2 separate regions of the Rattus norvegicus genome follow, and region 2 is linked to region 1. A link is a contact called in public HiChIP or PLAC-seq data. All regions are on one chromosome and are shown on one strand. The core of a region is the stretch at or near the end of the contact, and the rest is flanking DNA. Distances in the headings are between cores, read along the strand shown.

Region 1 (6,490 bases), core at 1,364-3,863:
CAGCTTAAAAGTGTGGCTACCGGCGGGAAACAGGCTGAAGGAAACGCCGACAATCAAGGGGTGTGGCCTGAGAACCCTGCGCCGCGATTGGGTAGCGCCCTGGACCAACGGAATGCTTCCCGCGCAGATTTCCAAACGCCTACCAGAGAGTCTGGCGCCAGTTGCTGGCGGCGGCTAGAAGGGCCCTATCATAGAAGTCATTCCAAGGCCAGAGCGCCCTTCTCGGTCATCCCAGAAATGGCGCCAGCTGACTCAGGAGAAATGAGGGGTTGCGGGCTGCAGTCGTGGCGGGAGTCTGCAGATTGGAAAACAGCCCGTAGGCGTGGCACTTTAGAACTCTCCATTGCAGAGGGATTTTATTTCCTTTTGATTGGGATTGCTTACTTCTCTTTTCTTCCACTTATATGTATGTATATATGAATGTATAAAATGACGGACATTTTGAGGGCATCTTCCTAAATGGAAGATCCTAAATAAAGCAAACTGTTTTGCTAGAACCGCAAAACTGTCGTCATCTTTCAAAAGAGGAGAAAGGCAAAATAAAATAATTTATTTCATTATAATAAAGCATGAACGTATTCCTGGAAGGTGGCTTGTATAGTTTAGAGTTCTCTCCCATTGGTTTTCTCAACATATCCACAATAAATCGCCAGACGTTTGAAGCTTTAAGTTGGATGGCTTACCCATGTTCCTACAGTAAATGAAACATTCAAGTAGCATAAAACACTCGCTTCCATTGTTAGCATAGCCAAAGTCGGAATACCGTATTTTTAATGATAAAAGGGTACTAATGCAACTTAAAAATGTTCTTTTATTTAAAAGATGACTTGAGCTATATGTTGATGCATGTCTTTGATTCATTTTCTTCTTTAAGCCAGAGAAGGGGGCTCACTATGTACCTCTGCCTAGAACTAACTTACAAGGTTAGCCTTGAACTCACAGGGATCCTCCTTCCTATCTGGGCCAACACACCTGGCTTACATGATTGTAGATACTGCTTACCAGACCCTTTCCTTTCCTTTGTTTTGTTTTTTTCTCTTTTTTAAAAGAGGCATTTATTTATGTGTATTAGTGGCTTGCTTGGATGTATTTTTGTGTACCACAAACCTGCAGAGTACAGAAGAGGATGTTGAGTCCCCTGGACCTGGAGTTATGGATGGTGGAGAGTTTCTATGTGGGCGATGGGAATTGAACCTGTTCTGAGAACAATAAATGCTCTTAATTGCTGAGCCATCTCTCTGGCCCCAAATATGTTTTGTGTCCAAGACAGGCTCTTGTTTTGTCGATCAGGTTAGCCTCCAAAGTGCAAGTATCTTTCTGCCTCCACCTCTCTATTGTTTGGGAGGTAGGGCAGGCACAATCTAATTTTTCCTTTCTATTTGTTCACTTAGAGATTAAACCTAAAGCTGTGCCTCAGGTTGTCCAGGTAGTCTCTAGGTAGCCCAAGCTGACCTTGAACTTCTCTTGCCTTCTAGTCAGGATTCTGGGATTAACCGTGTGAACCACTCCTGCTCTTATTCTAATGAATCATTTTGTATCTCCTTAAAGGTTTGAGGATACTTAGTATTTTTCAAAACCCTGGAAAGAAAAGCTTACGAGCTCTGACTTGGGCCCATTCAATTCCCATCTTCCCTCTCAGTTCCAGGACATTGCCACAGACTCACCTAATGAATAAAATCAACTAACTGGAAAACAAAACACAACAAAAAAACCAACAAAACAAAACAAAACAAAAAGAAACAAACAAAAGCCCTTGCAAGTGTCTGAGATGGAGGCACTATATAAAGACTAGCATTCTCTTAGTCTGTCCACTCCAGTCTATACTGACAAGATGACCAGGATGTCTTCAGTGTCTAAAGGCCCGAATCTCCCAGAGATTTTACACACACCTCCATTCTTTTGGGACATCAGCTCCATGCAGATTCTCCATGATCCTTGCAATTTTGTTTCTCTTTTGAAAACCCCTGAGACACCTCCCATGGAAACAGAAGGGCAATTCTTTCATTCCTGTCTTGGGATCACAAAGAACTAGACACTGTGTATCAGGGAAGGAGCACACAGTTCTCAGGATTTTCCGCTGAGCTGTGCAGTCTGGCCTTCCCAGACCTTCTGCGGTGGGCAGCTGGCAGGGCGTGCCCAACCCACCTTCCAACTCAGGCACCTCAGATCTCATCTAATTACTATATTTCCCCAAACCTCTTTTCGTACAAAATCCTCTCTCAGGAATAGAGGCTAGGAATCGAGAGGTCATTTTTCATGAAAAATAAAATAAAATCACACACACACACACACACACACACACACACACACACACACACACACACACACACACACACACACACACACACACACACACGCGATACCCCCTAATCCTCCCACAGTACCCACCCATCTTTAACTTCTTTTTGCAGCGTGGACAATAGAGAACTACAACTCCCAAAAAGGACTGCGCTCGCCACTGGCTCAGAGACCAATGGCCGTCTGGCACGTGATCCGCTGGTCTAATCAGCGACTGGTTGGGTAGGCTTTGTCTGCAACCCGAGGCGCCCGCCCATCTCCCGCCCCCGGCCGCGCGAACGCGCGCCCCGCCCTGCGCGCCTTCCCTCCTGCGCTCGCCGGCCTCTTCTGCCTCTTAGAACCTTCCTGCGGTCGTGCTCGCATCTCTCTGCAGCAGCCTCCGGGGCTACGTTCCATCCTATCAGTCTGAGACCAGCCCAGAAGAAAAAAACCAAAAATCCTTAATTATCTTCTTTTGCTCGGTACCTACATTGGGACCATCAAAAAAAGATTATTACAGTAAACCGTAGCCATGAGGGAAATCGTGCACATCCAGGCCGGACAGTGTGGCAACCAGATCGGTGCTAAGGTAAGAATTTTATAATTTTAGATGAAATATGTAAGGATGAGATATCTGTGTTAATCGTGAGCAATGCTAACGGGGCGTTTGCATTCTCCGCTCGTCAGATTTGGCCCCTCAAAGTTTTGTACGTATAAATATAACCCATATTTGTAGCTAGCGTTCTAATATTGAGAAAATGTTTTTCTTGGCACATCTTCGGAAAGCTATTAAGAGACGCTTTTGAGTTCGGGGAAAAGGAGAGGCTGGGGGACTCTAAAGAACTGGTATTAAAAGGGGTTTTCTAACGGTCCGAGGACAGGAGGGATGCGGAAACGATCCGAGACAAAGCCGAGGCGAGGTTTTCCCCTTGCGCCACCCCCACCCCGCCTGGAGGGCCCTACTGGAACAGAATGGAGGGGGAAGGGGCGAGGTTTGGCGGGCAGCTGCAGAGATGCCCCGGTGCGCATTACCTCAACAAAGGCTTGGATACTCCATAGAACCCGCCTTCCCAAGGCTTTTTTTAGATTATGATTCTATGTAGGGCACTACTTTTACTTTTCATTGCCCTTAAAAGAGGTCTTAGGGTGTGAGCGGACAGAAAGTGTGAGCTTTTCAAGTATGTGAGAGACTGTCGGGGAGATTAAGGAGAGAGAAAGAAGGAAGGGAATAAAGATCGGAGGCCATGGGGTTTTTAAAAATTTTCCCCCCGTTTGCGGGCAATTGCCCTGTAGCGGGGGAGGGGGAGGGAGGAAGTGCGGCCGCTACATTGCAGCCGAAGGGTGGGACCCTCTTGGGGGCGGGGCTGGAGCCCCTGGCGCGCAGGGACAATGCGGCCCGGGCCCGCGGGGGCGCACTGGCCCCGCCCCTCGAGCTAGGCCCCGCCCGCACTGCTCCCGCCTTTGTGGTTTGCTGGAGGAGCGGCCCGCCACCGCAGTCACGTGGAGCGCGTAAGGGGTGGGCGACTGCAGTGGCCGCACCTTTCTCCCCCAACCCTCTTTTGTGCTGGCCAGGAAGGGCGGTGCCTGGCTTCAGGAACCAAACCTAGGTGCTGAGCCAAGAAGGTGGGCGCCAATCCGCCCATGTAGATGCTTACAGTCCCCGGCCCTTTGAATCGCCAGTCATCCGTCCTATCCACTAAGGTTGTAACCTTCCGGGGCGTAGGCTCCTCGGTAGAGGGTTCCGCAAGCAGATAACGGAATTGCAGTGTCTGCACCACAGCTTCGTTTGAGCATGTCTGGAATCGAAATGAGGGGCGGGCGGCATCCCTTAGGACTTGAGCCATTGAGGCCTCACTGCTCTCTTCCTTATGCAGTTCTGGGAGGTGATAAGCGATGAACACGGCATCGACCCCACCGGCACCTACCACGGAGACAGCGACTTGCAGCTGGACCGAATCTCTGTGTACTACAATGAAGCTACAGGTGAGGGAAGAAATCCCGATTCTTCTGCGTGCCCCCCTATTGAGACAGGGACCCCATTCATCACTGGCCGCCCTGGAACTCACATAGATCGGTCTACCTTCCAAGTGTTGGGTTTAAAGGCAGCATCACCACCCTGTTTTCCCACACTTGGGTATCAGTTACCCCTCTGTGAGACTCCCATTTTTCCCCCCTTACACACACACCTTATGGGGCTGAAGGTTGGCTCTACTGCCACCAGGTGGTAGTGCCTGGAATGACAACTTTAGTGATATGTGGCTGATTTCTCCACCCCAAATTTGAGCTATTTCATCGCTGATCGAACATCTTGAATACTTGTAGGTGGCAAGTATGTCCCTCGAGCTATCTTAGTGGATCTAGAACCCGGGACTATGGACTCCGTTCGCTCAGGTCCTTTTGGCCAGATCTTCAGACCGGACAACTTTGTTTTTGGTGAGTTATGTGGAACGGATTCCCATGTGTCCCCCAGTGGGATTATTTCAAACGTTGAAAGATTAAGAAGTATTGTGTTTCTCTCATATGTGATTAGGCTTTTTAAATTTTTCCCCCTTATTACATTCCAGGTCAGTCTGGGGCAGGCAACAACTGGGCTAAGGGTCACTACACAGAGGGAGCTGAGCTGGTTGACTCTGTCTTGGATGTGGTGCGGAAGGAGGCGGAGAGCTGTGACTGCCTGCAAGGCTTTCAGCTGACCCATTCGCTGGGTGGAGGCACGGGCTCTGGCATGGGCACCCTGCTCATCAGCAAGATTCGAGAAGAATACCCCGACCGCATCATGAACACCTTTAGCGTGGTGCCCTCACCCAAAGTGTCTGACACCGTGGTTGAGCCCTACAACGCCACCCTGTCCGTCCACCAGTTGGTAGAGAACACAGATGAGACCTACTGCATTGACAACGAGGCCCTCTACGACATCTGCTTCCGTACCCTTAAGCTCACCACGCCAACCTACGGAGACCTGAACCATCTCGTCTCTGCCACCATGAGCGGTGTCACCACCTGCCTCCGTTTCCCGGGCCAGCTGAACGCCGACCTTCGGAAGCTGGCTGTCAACATGGTGCCCTTCCCGCGTCTCCACTTCTTTATGCCTGGCTTTGCCCCTCTCACCAGCCGTGGAAGCCAGCAGTACCGGGCCCTCACTGTGCCTGAACTCACCCAGCAGGTCTTCGACGCCAAGAACATGATGGCCGCCTGTGACCCACGCCACGGCCGGTACCTCACGGTTGCGGCTGTCTTCCGTGGACGGATGTCCATGAAGGAGGTAGATGAGCAAATGCTCAACGTGCAGAATAAGAATAGCAGCTACTTCGTGGAATGGATCCCCAACAACGTCAAGACGGCTGTCTGTGACATCCCACCGCGAGGCCTCAAGATGGCAGTCACCTTCATCGGAAACAGCACGGCCATCCAGGAGCTCTTCAAGCGCATCTCTGAGCAGTTTACGGCAATGTTCCGTCGGAAGGCTTTCCTCCACTGGTACACGGGTGAGGGCATGGACGAGATGGAGTTCACCGAAGCTGAGAGCAACATGAATGACCTCGTCTCTGAGTATCAGCAGTACCAGGACGCCACCGCAGAAGAGGAAGAGGATTTCGGAGAGGAGGCAGAAGAAGAGGCCTAAGGCGGAAGCCCTGCGTCACCTCAGGCTGCTTAGTTCCCTTAGCTTTTTTCCAACTGCCCTTTGTTTCTTTCTGCTGCCTCTGTCCTGTTTTTGTTCCGTTTTGTTTTCTCATTGGGGGGTAAACGGTGCCTGGCACGTGGCAGGCGCTCAATAAATATTTCTTTGTGGAATGTCTCCTTTCTCTTTCCGATCTGACATTCTGAGCGTTAACCCTGTGCTTCCTCCTGGTACCCATTTCTTTATTATGACTGTCCAGTTAATATTCTTCCAATATATTCTCCAGGAACCAGCGTTCGGCTCCAGACCCGGGGTAGAACCCAGCCCAGTTCTAAGAACTCAAGAGAGTAGCCACCATCTTAAAGCAAAGTAGCGGGTGGGGAAAAGGTGGGTAGAGGAGATGCTACTTAGGGGGTGGGATTTTCCAGTCAGGGCCATTTAGACACGGGAATCGCTGAGGCTTTCAGTCGATGGGGCTTTCTTTTTTCCCTGCTTCATCTCTCGGCCTCAGGAGAGGTATTAACAGTATTATCACCATTTATATCCTAGCTGTCCTGAGCCAAATCTGCCATTGGAGGTGTCTTCCCTGTGTTG
Region 2 (6,280 bases), core at 3,567-6,066, 130 kb after region 1:
GCCGTCAGGGCTGCGTGGACAGGACAAAGCTGAGACTAACCATTTTCTTCCCTCCACCATTGCTCGGAATTTTGCATCTCTGAGAAATTGTCAGGCTCCGCTTTAGGGTGTAAGGGTGGGGGTAAGGGTGGTAGTGGTGTTAAAAACCCAACCCTAGGACTGGAGAGATGGCTCAGTGGTTAAGAACACTGACTGTTCTTCCAGAGGTCCTGAGTTCAAATCCCAGCAACCACATGGTGGCTTACAGCCATCTGTAATGGAATTCGATGCCTTCTTCTGGTGTGTCTGAAGAACAGCTACAGTGTGCTCATATATAATAAATAAATCTTAAAAAAAAAAAAAAAACCCGGGGCTGGGGATTTAGCTCAGTGGTAGAGCGCTTACCTAGGAAGCGCAAGGCCCTGGGTTCGATCCCCAGCTCCGAAAAAAAGAACCAAAAAAAAAAAAAAAAAACCCAACCCTAATCCTGTCATTTTCCAGCTCAAAGCCCCAAGGCCCTTCCTCCTCATCTTCACAACAGGCCAAGAGAGTCCAAGCTGTTTTGCATCGGTTCCTTCCTGGAACCATTTGCAAATCTTAACCTCACCTAGATCTACTTGAAGTTTGCTCTTAGGGGAGACTTTGCTCGGTCTCCTCCCACCCGACCGAGGAGGGAGTGTCTAAACTCTCTGCTGTCTCCCACAGCTCCTTCCAGCTCAATCTGCTGCATGCAGAGCCTGTCTTTTGTGGTACAGATTCTCTTGTCTGTGAGGGAGGCGCTCGAAGAGAGCATAGTCCTCCCAAACCTCTCAGGGTTCTATCAGAGTCCTGCCTCGTGCAAAGTCTTAATAACTCTCTGTGAAATGGATTAGGGGGCAGGACTCAGAGATCCGCACTGACACATTAGAAAGCCACAAGGGAAGCCGATATTAGCTAGCAGCGCTACCCACCCACACAAACTCCAAGGCCCCTCATCCTTGTGGGAGGGAACTGGACCGCGGAGACTCAGCCAAGGGAAGGCAGATGGGATGCGAGTCAACATTTCAGTCCTTTAAGAGGGCGGGGCCTGGCTTCAGCTGCCCCGACCCCACCCCCAACACCATCAATCAACGTCCTTTGAAAGCTTTGGGGTTCAGAGTTTTCAAACTGCAGAGTGGAGAGTGTCCTTTAAAGATGCTTTTTTACCCCCTTCTGTGCCTGAAAAACCCAGAGGTGCCTTTTGGCTTCAGGTGCCTCGGTGAGCCATCGCTACATGTGGGGAAGCTCACAGTTTTATACTGTAGAGAAAGCCAGTTTAAAAAGTGAGATTCTTCTCAGGGAGCAAAATCAAAGTCTTGGGAAAGGGAGTGCATTATTTGGGACTCAGAAGGAGGTCCCCAAAGGGCCACTCTCAGCTCCAAACCCCTCTGCTTCCAACTTTAGTCCACATAGCCCACCTCGTCCTCTGTTGGGCAAGATGAACTCAGCTCTAAGTTCTTGGCGGCAGCCAGCGAACGCTGCTTTCGACCGGACCTCCTCAGCGGCCTTTGTCTGGGGGTCTCTTTGTCTGGGGGTCTCTTTGTCTGGGGGTCTCTTTGTTTGGGAGACCCCTTTGGTCCCGTTCCACAGTTCTTAGCCTCCCCTCCCTTTCTCTGGGTTAGGCTGTCCCCTCCCTCTCTGCGGGGGCTGAGAGGCTCAGAGAGGGGAGTAGAGCTGGGTTGCCATGGTCACCTTGAAGCCAGCCGCAGCTGGCCAGGGCAGCTGCTCTTGGGCCCCCGAGGCTGGAGCTTGGACAAAGCCGGGAGGCTTCATCGGCCTCAGACCTGGATCCCCAAAGGCTTGTGCCTAGGGAGACTGAAACTCGAGAGAATCTGGAGGTGAGCGGAAGTTAGAGCTCACCTGGGAGAGAGCCGGAGCAGGCCTTGGGGCTGGGTTACCTTTGTGGGGAGGAACCAGGTAGGCCTTGGTGGGAGGGGAGAAGGATGGAGGCCCTATGTGGGAACAGGTTGACCAGAGTGAGGGCGGGGCCTTGGTGGCCTTTAGCCTGGTGACAGGTTTAATTCTATCTTCCGCCTTTCTCTCTGTCTTGAAGTTGTCCTTCCTTCCTAAGTCTGCCCCCACACCCCAGTAACTTTTTCTTTCTTTCAGTCTCCGTGCCTCCATGCCTCAGTCCATACCTTCATAATCAATTTCGTTCCAACCGCCTCTCTCTGTTTTGTTTTGTTTTGTTTTGTTTTGTTCTTTTCCCGTTACCTACCTTCTCAGCTTTTGCTCTCCTTCCGTGTTGGGTCAGCTTCCCTGCCCAAACTTCCCTCTCTTACAGAGTCCCTGTATCCCTCCCACACTTACTTGGGCACCATCTCCCTTCATAACTCTCCTCCCACCTCTGCGTCCCAGACGTTTGTCCCCCTCCCACGTTGTTCTGTCTCTATGTGACCATCAACCTCCCTCCTGGGGGGTGCACCGTCCTCCATTCTTTCCCCAGACTATGCCCAGCTAATCGGCCTCATTTTTTTTCTTTTTTCTGTCCCGGATTTAAGTCATCTCTTCCTTTTCTATCACACCCCAGGCCTCATTTTCCCATTTGAACTCGGTGGCTTTAAAGTATGACCTATGGCCAGGGTCTCTTCCAGCTCCTTACCCTGCCCCCACCAGAGGTTTCCCACTCTCCCCAGCTGCTGACCCAACCTGCTCCCCTAGAGGAAGCTGCATCTCAGGGCCAGGAACTGGAGCTAGTGTGTGTTGGGGGTGGTGAGGGTGGGTCCATGTGGTCCAGTCTCCTTTCACTGGTTCTGTCCTGCTTCCCTGCAATGGCCGGGTGGTCTGCAGGCCTTGGGTCTGAGCTCTTATTTCTCCTACGTGCCTCTCCTCACATCCCTCCCCCACCCCCGGCCGTTTTTGCCTTTTCTTCCCCGGACTTGCAGAAAAGGGTCCAGCATGGTTAGAGTGTGCATGAGGGAGAAGTAGAGAGACCTTCCCTGGTTCTAGGGTACAATGGGGGGCCCCGGAGAGGAGCAGCGGGCTGAGGAGCCACAGATGACTGGGATTTCCCTCTCTGGCCCCTGGGAATCTGGGCTCCAAGCAGCACATTCCAGCCGGCTCCAGCTCCTTTTCTGCTGTCACTTGACTCCGCTGGGCCCCAGCCCTGCGTCCCTCCTACTCCTCCAGCCCTGGTCTGGGACGAGGTGGGCATCACCGACTAGGAATGTTTCCTGGGAGAATGAGAAAGGGTCAAAGGCTTCAAGACTCTAGTTTCTTCCACACCTTTCATGGACCTTTCATGGGGCTGTTTGAGTCTGGGCCGTGGAATGTCCCACAGGGTGTGAGGAGCTGAAGCTTCGCTCGTCCGGGTCTTCCCCAGAGCGGCCCTCCTGGGAGGAGGGGCTGTCACCAGCGCAGGTGAGGTTACTGGGAAACCTTGGCCCCACCCCCCAGCCAGCCTCCACGCCCCGGCCAGCCTCTGCAGGACCCAGATTTCCCATCGCTGTCTGCAGAGGGGTAGGTGATTTGGGGGGTGGTCCCCTAAGGTCTCGGTGGAAAGGTCTCAGGCATTTCTCCCAGTGACCATGGGAGCTATTAGCAGGTCCTTCAGCAGCTGGAGCGTCCCTGGGTTTATAAACTGGAGACCAAGCCTGTCTTGGCTTCTCCGTAGGGGCAGCTTATCTTCCTGGTAGGTTTTTGTGTACTTGTCTAGCTTGGACTTCGTGTTTTTCTTGGGACTCTCTGGAAATGCTTTTGGGTGTGAGTTTTGAATCAGTTGAGATGTGTTTCAACCAGGTTGTGAGACTGGAGACTTTACTGTGGCCTGACATTATCGGGGGGCTTGGTAGGTTTGGGGGGGTTTGGAGAGAGGTAGGACTGACAGGTGGTGCTGAATGGAGACGGAACACCTCTCGCACAAGCTCTGTGGTCGTTCTTTCCTGCCTCCATGGCTCAGCAGCTCTCTCCTTTCATTGTCTCTTTGTACCCCTGGGCCTTGCGTTCCTGTCTTATTTTTCAGGGCGCCTATCTATCTTCCTCCTCCACCCCCACCTCGACTTGGCTCCATTTTGCGCCTCTCTTTGCCAGAAGCCACTCTGCGGCTTCCACCAGGGACCGAGCTGGCTGGGACTGAGGGAGGCTTGCCTGAGAAAGACTCCAGAGCTAGCCTGGATGGAGCAGGGATCCCAGGGGGAACCCAGAGCTTGGGGGCTTGGGGGTTTGGATCTCAGGGCTCCTGAGAAGACAGGAGGGAGCTGCCGAGCTAGGGAGAGGTTCTGAAAGAACAGAAAAAAGTTGGGAACTAAAAGAGTGTGACCGGCTCTCAGACTCCGGGCGCGCGCGGGCAAAGGGAGCAATAATCTAGGTTGGGATTCGCAGGAGAGGTGTGTGTCAAACGGTGACAAATGGGGTGGGGTGTGAACCAAGAGGGTCTGACTAGACAGGTGAGTCCGGCTCCCTTCCCCCAGCCGGCCTCCAGCTCTCGCTCCGGTGCTGGGCTTGTGGGAACCCGCTCCTTCCTTCGTGCCCTGGGGCTGCCTCTCCGCGCTTCTCTCCCTCTCTCCAGGAACCGAGCCCAGAAAAAGGGGAGGAGGGAAGGCGCCAACTCCCCCCATCCCCGGGCCTTAGGGGGGCTGCAGTTAGGCCCCTGATGGTGCTGCTGTACCCCAGCATCGGGGCGGCGGGGGATGGGCGTGCGGATCACCTAGGGGAGGCTACGCACCGGGGGGCAAACGCGGGGCGGGCACGGCACCAGGAGAGGAGCGAGGGGCGGCGCCGGGCGTGGGAGCGCGGGCGCCGGGGCGGGAGTACCGGCGGGGGACGGGCGCGGGGAGGCGGCGCCTGGGCGCGATCCGGCCCCGCGCTGGCTCCTCTCCCCGGAACAGGCCCCCGACAGCTGCTCGCGGGAGCCGCCTCCCGACACCCGAGCCCCGCCGGCGCCTGAGCTCCCCTCTCGCGCCCCGCCACCGAGGAGGCCCCGAGCCGGGGCCGGACGCCTGGGTCGGCCCGGGAGAGCCAGGAGAGGTAGGGACCAAGGCGGGGACGTGCAAGAGGCAGGGGGCGCGGGTTGGGAAACTCCAGTTAAGCTCGCTGCCTCGGGATTTTGACTCCTCATCCAAAGCAGAGGGCCCCGACTTTCCGAGAAAGTATTTCAAAAAGAGAGAGAAGACCTCTCTTTTCTTGGGCGAAGGGAGAACCGAGCCCCAAGAGGACAGGTGCGCATATGTAGCCCACTGAGTCATCCTCTCGCCCCCACCCCCCACCCCGGGTGCCATGCTTACGGACATGCTCGGTTAAGCTGCCCAGGCCAGAGGGAGCCAGCCTGACGCCCAACCTACCAGACCAGCCACGCTCGGTGTTTGCCGGGTTGTGCCAAGAGACAGGTCACCGCCCAATGAGCAAAGCTCCCAGGGTCCCTTTCTGGCTGGGCATTCCTTTTCAGTACCCCCCCCCCTCCCAGCCACCGCCCGGTTGACCTACGACTGACTGGTTGAGAAGGATGGAGGTGTGTCCAGACCCATGTGGCATTATAGGGACAGGTCGCATACAGTAGAATGCTTGAGAAAGTGGAGGAATAGCCCTTGTTTTTCTTGCTGTTCTTCCCATCCGAGTCCCACCTGTCCCCACCTGCCCTTGGCTTCCCTCTGGCTCAGTCGCCCTGGATGTTTGGGGGGGGGGTGCCTCAGTTCTCTGGGGATCTTGTACCTCAGGGCCTGCGTGTGTCTCACATTGTCTTCTGATCACAGGAGCTTGAGTCTGCCGTTTAGTAATTCGCCACATGGTGAGATCTGACTTTATAGATTACCTCAGGGTGTGTGGCACACATACCTGTAATCAGTCTCTGGGAGATGAGATCAAGAACTGAAGGTCAGCCTTCCTTGGCATCGTAGTTGAACTTGAGACCTTGTCTCAAGAGACCAACCATCCTGCTGTAGGAGTACATGTCTTTAGTCCCAACCCTCGGGTGGCAGAGGCAGGAGCATCTTTGAGTTCCAGGCCAGCCAGGGCTACATAGTGAGACAACAAAACCCAAACAATTAACTCCCCCTTCCCCAACCCCACACACACACAAATCAACACAAAGTAATCAAATGCACACACAGAAGATGCCGAGATCTGTATGGAGTGAATAGGAATTGTGTGTGAGCAGGTCTTGGTGGGACACAGGCCAGTAGGATATACGGGGGTCAGAAGGTAAAAAGGAAAGGGGAAATGTATGTGAGAGGCTGTTAGACGCTAGAGGTGTGTGAGCACAGTACATTGAGTGTTTACTGTGGGTTTAAGTCTTACTCCACCCCTGTGGGTATGTATGTGTCTAGAGCTGGGATTGGGAGATGGGTTT

Evidence for each region. HiChIP or PLAC-seq counts read pairs in DNA pulled down with a chosen protein or histone mark.
Region 2: a contact with region 1 is called in an H3K27ac HiChIP or PLAC-seq map of oligodendrocytes, with 4 times the contacts expected there. The contact joins the promoter of Ddr1 here to the promoter of Tubb5 in region 1.

Annotation. Positions count from the first base shown.
Region 1 is chr20:2,914,964-2,921,453 of GRCr8, forward strand. It overlaps Tubb5 (tubulin, beta 5 class I), which reads left to right and starts at 2,614. Exons shown (of 4, transcript NM_173102.2): 1 at 2,614-2,866; 2 at 4,152-4,260; 3 at 4,600-4,710; 4 at 4,842-6,490. The coding sequence starts at 2,810. The coding sequence ends at 5,899.
Region 2 is chr20:3,045,590-3,051,869 of GRCr8, forward strand. It overlaps Ddr1 (discoidin domain receptor tyrosine kinase 1), which reads left to right and starts at 4,817. Exons shown (of 18, transcript NM_013137.2): 1 at 4,817-4,962.